Linked DNA regions of Ovis aries: region 1 is linked to region 2. The links are chromatin contacts, called in public Hi-C maps. All regions are on one chromosome and are shown on one strand. The core of a region is the stretch at or near the end of the contact, and the rest is flanking DNA. Distances in the headings are between cores, read along the strand shown. Region 1 overlaps FCHO2 (FCH and mu domain containing endocytic adaptor 2). Region 2 has its middle 21 kb from the start of TMEM174.

What was found. A called contact is a pair of places that touch in the nucleus more often than the background predicts.
Region 1: a contact with region 2 is called in a Hi-C map of mixed tissues, with 2.6 times the contacts expected there. The contact joins two enhancer-like sites. A contact is called at or near these places in 3 of 16 Hi-C or Micro-C datasets (liver, mixed tissues and tail adipose tissue).

What each region holds. Positions count from the first base shown.
Region 1 is chr16:8,692,067-8,695,313 of ARS-UI_Ramb_v3.0, forward strand. It overlaps FCHO2 (FCH and mu domain containing endocytic adaptor 2), which reads right to left. Exons shown (of 26, transcript XM_060400320.1): 25 at 2,077-2,241; 26 at 1-1,759. The coding sequence ends at 1,737. Among named protein-coding and RNA genes, the nearest start is that of TMEM171, 47 kb to the left of the region's middle. Within about 2 kb of position 1,920, at least 5 of the 54 cell types and tissues checked have an H3K27ac peak or open chromatin away from gene starts, as enhancers often do.
Region 2 is chr16:8,606,247-8,609,777 of ARS-UI_Ramb_v3.0, forward strand. No RefSeq gene overlaps it. Among named protein-coding and RNA genes, the nearest start is that of TMEM174, 21 kb to the left of the region's middle. Within about 2 kb of position 1,490, at least 7 of the 54 cell types and tissues checked have an H3K27ac peak or open chromatin away from gene starts, as enhancers often do.

The sequences.
Region 1 (3,247 bases), core at 670-3,169, 86 kb after region 2:
CCACTATCCAGTAAAGATGAAAATTTTAGCAAATTGTCTTATGTATTGCTTTAGTCAAATCTAAATTTAGAATGGGGCTAACACTGAATATATTAAAAAAGCACATATTGTGTTATATATATATTGCTAATGAGTAGATTTTCTGCTGTATTTAATATAGCAAGATGTTACATAAATGTATAGAGGAAGGGATTTTACTTTCTGTAGAGCTTAGGAGAACAATTAGTGATTTTATATAAATTTACTATATATAACACAATTTATTACTTCTATGCAAAATGCAGGACACTGGTACTTATCCTTATAAATAAAATTCCCATTTGTAAATTATGAAACTGTGTCCAAAATATTTACTTCCTTCAGTTAATCAGGATTTGTTATAAAGTTAGGTTTTTTACTATTTAATATTAGTAGTTTATTTTAAGAAATGCTTAACCCAATCCATCATTTCAAACAGTTTCCTCATTTTTAGCAGGAAGTGATAAGAACATAAAAACTGCCAATTTTTCCAAGTGTTGAAAATGCCCAAACTGATCTTTTCTAAAGTGTGTTCCTCACAAACTACTACAAACTCATGCTCACATCACATTCAGTAAATAAATATATAAATTTCCAATAATAAGAGTGAGAGGAAATGTTAACTTGAGTGAAAATGCCAGTTACCAATTTACCATTACGGTTTTACAGAATTTTTTGATAAGGTTAAGATGGAACATCTGAAGGTAATCTTTTTCCCTGTAAACATACGCTATTAGTTGTATTTCCCTAGTGGCTACAGTGTAACACTAAAGAAGGGAGCCAGGGTTCTTAAGTATAAATTGTCCTCTAGCTATTCTGAATTCCCATTGCAATTGCAACCAAAGATTTTTATAAAAAATCACAATTATCTTATAAAAATTCTTGACTAAGATTCTGAATACAAAATCTGGACTGTGAGGAAAAAAGTGAGGCACATTAATGAACACAAACTGGATAGGCACATTTCTGGGTTTTGTTATTGTTTTAAAGGCACACATTATGCAATCCATATAAAAATAAATTAAATCTACAGCATTAATTCATCAAAACAATCACAACTTCTATAAAGTTAACTGCAGAAGCAAATTTCTCTGCTGTCTTTTGCAAGCTTATTTTAAAACACATTGCACTTGAGGATTAAAAAAAATCATATAAAACACCATTTACACTTTATTAATATGTTTATATGAGAATCAAATTATAGATTTTGCATACACCTTGGACTCTGGTCTGATTACTTTATGGCACATAACTCAATTTGATTGAGTGTTATCAACATTATCCCAAACTTAGAATTCACGTTCTGTTTGTATCCATTCAATATCAAACTTAAACGTTTTTAAAAGCTATCTCTGACTCTAAAAACTTATAGAAAGCTAAATTATTTTGTGCTTCCTCTCCTGAAATTTCAGGCCTCATATTACACTATAAGCCCCTTTTTCAACATAGACACTGAAGATAAAATTTCCAGCCTATAAAAACTTCATTTTACTGAGAATCTGAATACATGTGCTTCCTGAATATTGCAGTTGATCATTTACAGCGTTGAAAATCATTTCAGTGCTATTTTCTTCGGTGACTCACTTCAAAAGTGCAATTTAATGTTTGTAGTCAGCTCTTAAAGATATAATACAAGTCAGAATAGTGTTTGGAAAGAAAAATAATGCAGAACGGCAGGTCTGTACTACTCCCTTGAGCCAACCACTTTCCCAGGTCCATCAACAATCCGCCAGGTATCGTCCTGGAAAACACCAAGGAGACCTTTGCCATTATAATTTCAAATGAACTCAAAGGAAGACATTTCCACTGTGGTTACAGATACAAACCCCAGTTCCCATCTGCTGTTTACAGTACATTAGAATCAGATCACAGGTGTTGAGCTATACTGACCATGAGTACTCTCTCTCCCAGGTGTGTCTCTATCTGGCACTTTGTACCAAAGGTCAAAGGAAACATTTCCATGCCTTCAGACTATAAACTACTTGAGAGTCATTTAGTAACTGTTAGAATATAAATGTTTCCCATGTACATGAAAAAGCTTGAAATCTCCCAACTTACCAGTGGCAAACCGCTTCTTTACTAAGGAAAGCCTGTAGCCAGTGCCTACAAGTTCAGTGTCTACTCCTGAGAGGGTACTTCCCTCGCTGAGGAATTGCACTGCAAGTGTTGTGGGTTTACTGGGTCCTTCTGAAAGATCAAATTTTGCTCTGAGGGACCCAGAACCTACAAGGAAAAGAACAAAGAACTTACACAGGATACTATATTTCACACCAAAAAAGGCAAGTGAGCAAGTAAAAGCTAAAAAAAAAGTCAATCCTATCCCAAATTCTTTAAACGTATACGTGAATCATCGTCCTGTTTTCAAATCAGATTTTAGTCAGTGAATCTGGATTTTCATTAAGTAATCTTAATCCATGCTTCTCTTTGACTTAATAACAGTCTTCAGAGGGATTTACTATTGATATTCCTACACTGTGTTGTGTTGAAGTGAGTTAAAAGACAAGTAAGGCTGAGGACAGGAAGGAAAGAAGGAAGCCCTGGAAGCGATGAATGGGCATTAAAGCCAAAGGGAAATGACTGCCGAGTGCCATGGGGTGGGAGAGGTAAAGAAGCTAAGATAGCTAAGGTTGGGAAAAGCTGTATCAGTATTACCTCTGTGTTCATCTTTCTTTTTAAAATCATGCCAAATATGTCTGAGGGGCTTTCTATTCAATATAACCATTTATTCCACATTCCTCAGTCTAACAGTCTGGCAGGAATAGTATTAATTATGACTATTAAAAATTTATAATACAAAAAAACCTATCAAAAGCTATGGACACAAAGCACATAAAATGTTGTGGGGATGATGGGGCCTATTTCAGGAAAAGGTTAGAACAGGTGTAGAGACGGGAGAGCTGACAGCACGTTGCATTTAAGGTAACTACATCTATACCAGAAGATCTGGAGGATAGATGTAAGTGGAACAAAGTGGCCGAAGATGATAGACTGGTAGCTGAGAAAAGCTCTAAGTATCTTTACCATGATAAGAAATAAACATAGGGAGCCAGCAAAGACAAGGAAGACAGAACATTCCAGGTAGGAATCTTAGAAGGGCAGCAAGGTGCAAGATGCAAGGTAGGGACACCACCTGAAAGTCAATAAAATGGTCTAGGACTCTAGGTGACAGGAAAAGTGTATTTGAACTGCACTGAGGGAAAGCAAAGAGGAGAATGAATTTGGAAAACAT
Region 2 (3,531 bases), core at 240-2,739:
GCTGTAGGTTAACTCCTTCTCTGAGAGAAATGGTTATGGGGGAGAGCCTCCTGTAAAGTACTCTGGTTTTGGGGGTAGATGCTCGGGAACAGGGGGTTTCCTGAGGCTTGATCACGTCTTTGCATGTGCCAATCTTCCTTCCTCATGACCTTTGCCATGGGTGGAGTTCCTCACGCTGGCTCCCAACAGATCACTAGATATCAACTCCATCAGCTGCTTAGATTCTCTGAGCCTCAGTTTCCACATTTATAAAAGAGACTAATGACAGTATCTGTGTGATAAGGGTATGAGGAGCAAGTGAGATGATAGAGAAAGAGAATGGTGGGTTGTAAGCTCAGCAACTATCAGCTACATTTATTTATGATTTTTTAAAGAGCTTATTTATTTATTTTTTAACTTATTTGGGTGCAGAGAGTCTTAGTTGTTGCACGTGGAATCCTTAGTTGTGGCATGCGGCTCTAGTTCCCTGACTGGGGATCAAACCCAGACCCCTTGCATTGCTAGCATGGAGTCTTAGCCACTAGACCACCAGGGGAGTCCCTCAGCTACATTCATTTTTATCTTGCTACATTTCTTTACACTTCCCCTTCGGGTACTCGAGGAGCTGGGTCCCTGGTGGGGTTGAACACCCAGGCCCTCGCCAGGAGGCCCTGAGGTCATTGCCTGGGTACTAAGGATTAACTGCCACTAGACCAGAAGGTCAAGGTGAAACTTCTCCGACTCTTAGGGTCAGCAAAAGTCCTATTACGGCAAAGGAAGACATACAGGTGAAGCGTGTATGTAATTCCAGGATGATATTTATCTCCTCCTCCGGGAAGTGGAAAATCACAAGGTGGAAAACTCATACCTTAATGTAGAATCAGCTGAAATTTGGAGAGGGACTGCAAACAGTAGGTCTCTGCTGTCTCTGTGTGTGCCTGTTTGTAGATTTGCTTATTTGGGGTTTTGTATTTTATTGTTTCTGTATCTTCAAAGGAGCGGAAATAGTTGAGCCTGGAACAGAGCCCAGAGGTGCCTCTTGAAGCTCAGGTGAGAAAGTGTGCCACCTGGGGGAACAGAAGGTCCCCTCCACCCCACATCCCTCCCTGCCCTCACCAGCCAAGCCTCACAGAGATCTTGCCACGCTTGCTGAGAGGCGGGAGTGGGAGATGAAAGCCTTGTGGACCACAAGCAGGGGAGAGAGGAGAGGCCGTCTTTTCTCCAAGGGTAGCTACACTCCTCCCAACCTTCTGGATAGTTCTCCGTGGTGCTGGTGCGGGGAACATGGCAGAGGCCACCCAGCGTAAATCGCTGCTGCCTGAAATGGAATCCAGTCTCCAGGCATCAGGAGGTGGAGAGGCCGCTCCCCACTGCTGCTCCCCGCCCCCACATGGCCCCCCCGAGCCTCACTGCCACCAGGAGAGCAGCTTGGCCTGCGAGAGACACTGCTCTGCTCACAGCCACTATTAACCTCGGGAACTCTCTGGGCAGGATGCCAACCCGGATCTCCATCCGGGAAGGAGGAATCAGAGCTAGCAGATACCTGTGCTGTTGGAGGTGGATCTCTGGGTGAGGTCTTGAGCAGCTGCCTTTCTTTCTGTGTCTGATGAAATATGAGCCAGAGCCAGGGAACTCCTCTCAGCTCCTCCAGGAAAAGGCCCTCCAGCCTCCAGGGATAGGCGAGCTCCCCCAGTGAGCGTTCGGAGGATCTGGGATGTCTGGGGAAGGCCTGCTCGTTCAGAGTCCGAGGCCCAGAAGTGCCTCCATAACTGCTCTCGCAGCCCAACTCCTCACTCCCTCTCCAGCCATGTACTCTCCATGCTCATCCCTTTGGTCCCCTTCCTGCAGACCACATAGTACCTCTGGGGAGGTGGTGATTAAAGATACTTGGTTCTCCTTTTTGCCATTCTAGAAAACCTGCCGATTTCAGTTAGTGAGAAGTCTGTGTAAGAGTACTCTGCCATACTAAACAGGGTTTGTAAAATGTCACTATGGAAGGAGCCGTAGAGGCTAGCAAATGGTGCTGAGTGTAAAAATTAGGAATAAAATGAAGTGATAGTACAATATAATATATGAACATTTAAAGTCCATACATGAGACAATGCTCATGTGATAAAACTACATACCTACTCAAAGAGAAATACCTTTCATAGCGATGTGGTTGCCTATTGGGAGAAAAGGGATCAACGCTGGGAACTGAAAAAGCAGGAAAAGCAGAAAATGAAGAAAAGGGGAGGGAGGAGAAAGGGGAAGGGAGGGGAGAGAGAAACTTGCTGTAAAGATAATGGTAGCAGACTATGTCTTGAGTGTGAGCAATTCTACCCTTTAGAATGAAGTTCTAGAACAAAAGTTAAAAAAAAGAAAGGAAGCAAGCCCTACCTAGTCTAGTCTTTTTATTTTACAAATGGAGAAATGGAGACTCAAAAAGATGAATTATTTGGCTGTATTCGATGGCAGAAACCAGATATTTTGATTCCTACTTCACTGCCCCCTCTACTGCGTCTAACTGCTGCACATGTGCTTATGACACCTCCTTGCCTCCTCTTCTAATGAGTAATTCATGCAATTACAGTTTTAACTAGAGATGTTGATCATTGCTGGCCCAACTCACATCCCCTCCTCAGAGAAGCTGGAAGACAGGAGCCTTGCTGGATACCAGATGATGCAGCCCTCCTCTTGAGGGGGCATTTGATACAAGGGCAAGCCTTCCCTAGATAGAGGGACGGATGGCCAATCACCATGATTTGCCTGATCTGAGGGGGTGCCCAGAACACAAAAATTTCTGTGCTAAAACTAGAAAATTCCTAAGCCAACTAGGACAAGTTGGCAACCCTAGCAGAAAGGGACTTATGACCTGTGTAGCCAAGTTCAAAACAATAACATGGGCAGTCAGCTTCTCCGTTAGAAACTGAGAAACTAAAAGGTTGAGGCTGGGGGTGAAGTAAAAGTCCTACGATACAGAGAGAGGGCAAGGGGCGTTGAGGAGCTGCCGTGGTGGCCATATGTAAACAAAACTAATGGCAGGAACTATGAATAAGTAGAGGACACTGATTATATTTTAGGAAAATTGACTTTCAGTAGCTTTTTCCTTAAAAACCACCGTAGCCAATTTCAGACCCTTGCAGAGACTCTTTCCAGATGCTTCTGTTTGCTGCTGCTGTTTCTGCTTTCATTGCCAAGGAGAAGAGTGTAGCAGATGACTCTTCTGTATTAAAAACAATTCTCTTCAGACCAGTGCTGCTTATCTTCCAGATTAAAGAGAAATAAGCAAAGTGCAGCACACTTAGAAATTTCAAGTTGGGAAACGCAAAAGTGACTTCCTGATTCCCACCTCACATCTTCTGGAGCTCACAAAGCTCTTAATTAGCCAAAGTTGATGTAACGGATGGCTTTTCCCAAAGATAGCAACAATAGCATTTCCTATTTCTCCTTCTCTTCTCACACTGTTACTTTGACGTTACTCTCCTTAAGAGATGGAGTCTGTGTTCCCTGTTTTTGAGACTGATGGGCTTTTGTGACTGTCTCCTAAAATATGGTGGAAGCAACACCGTG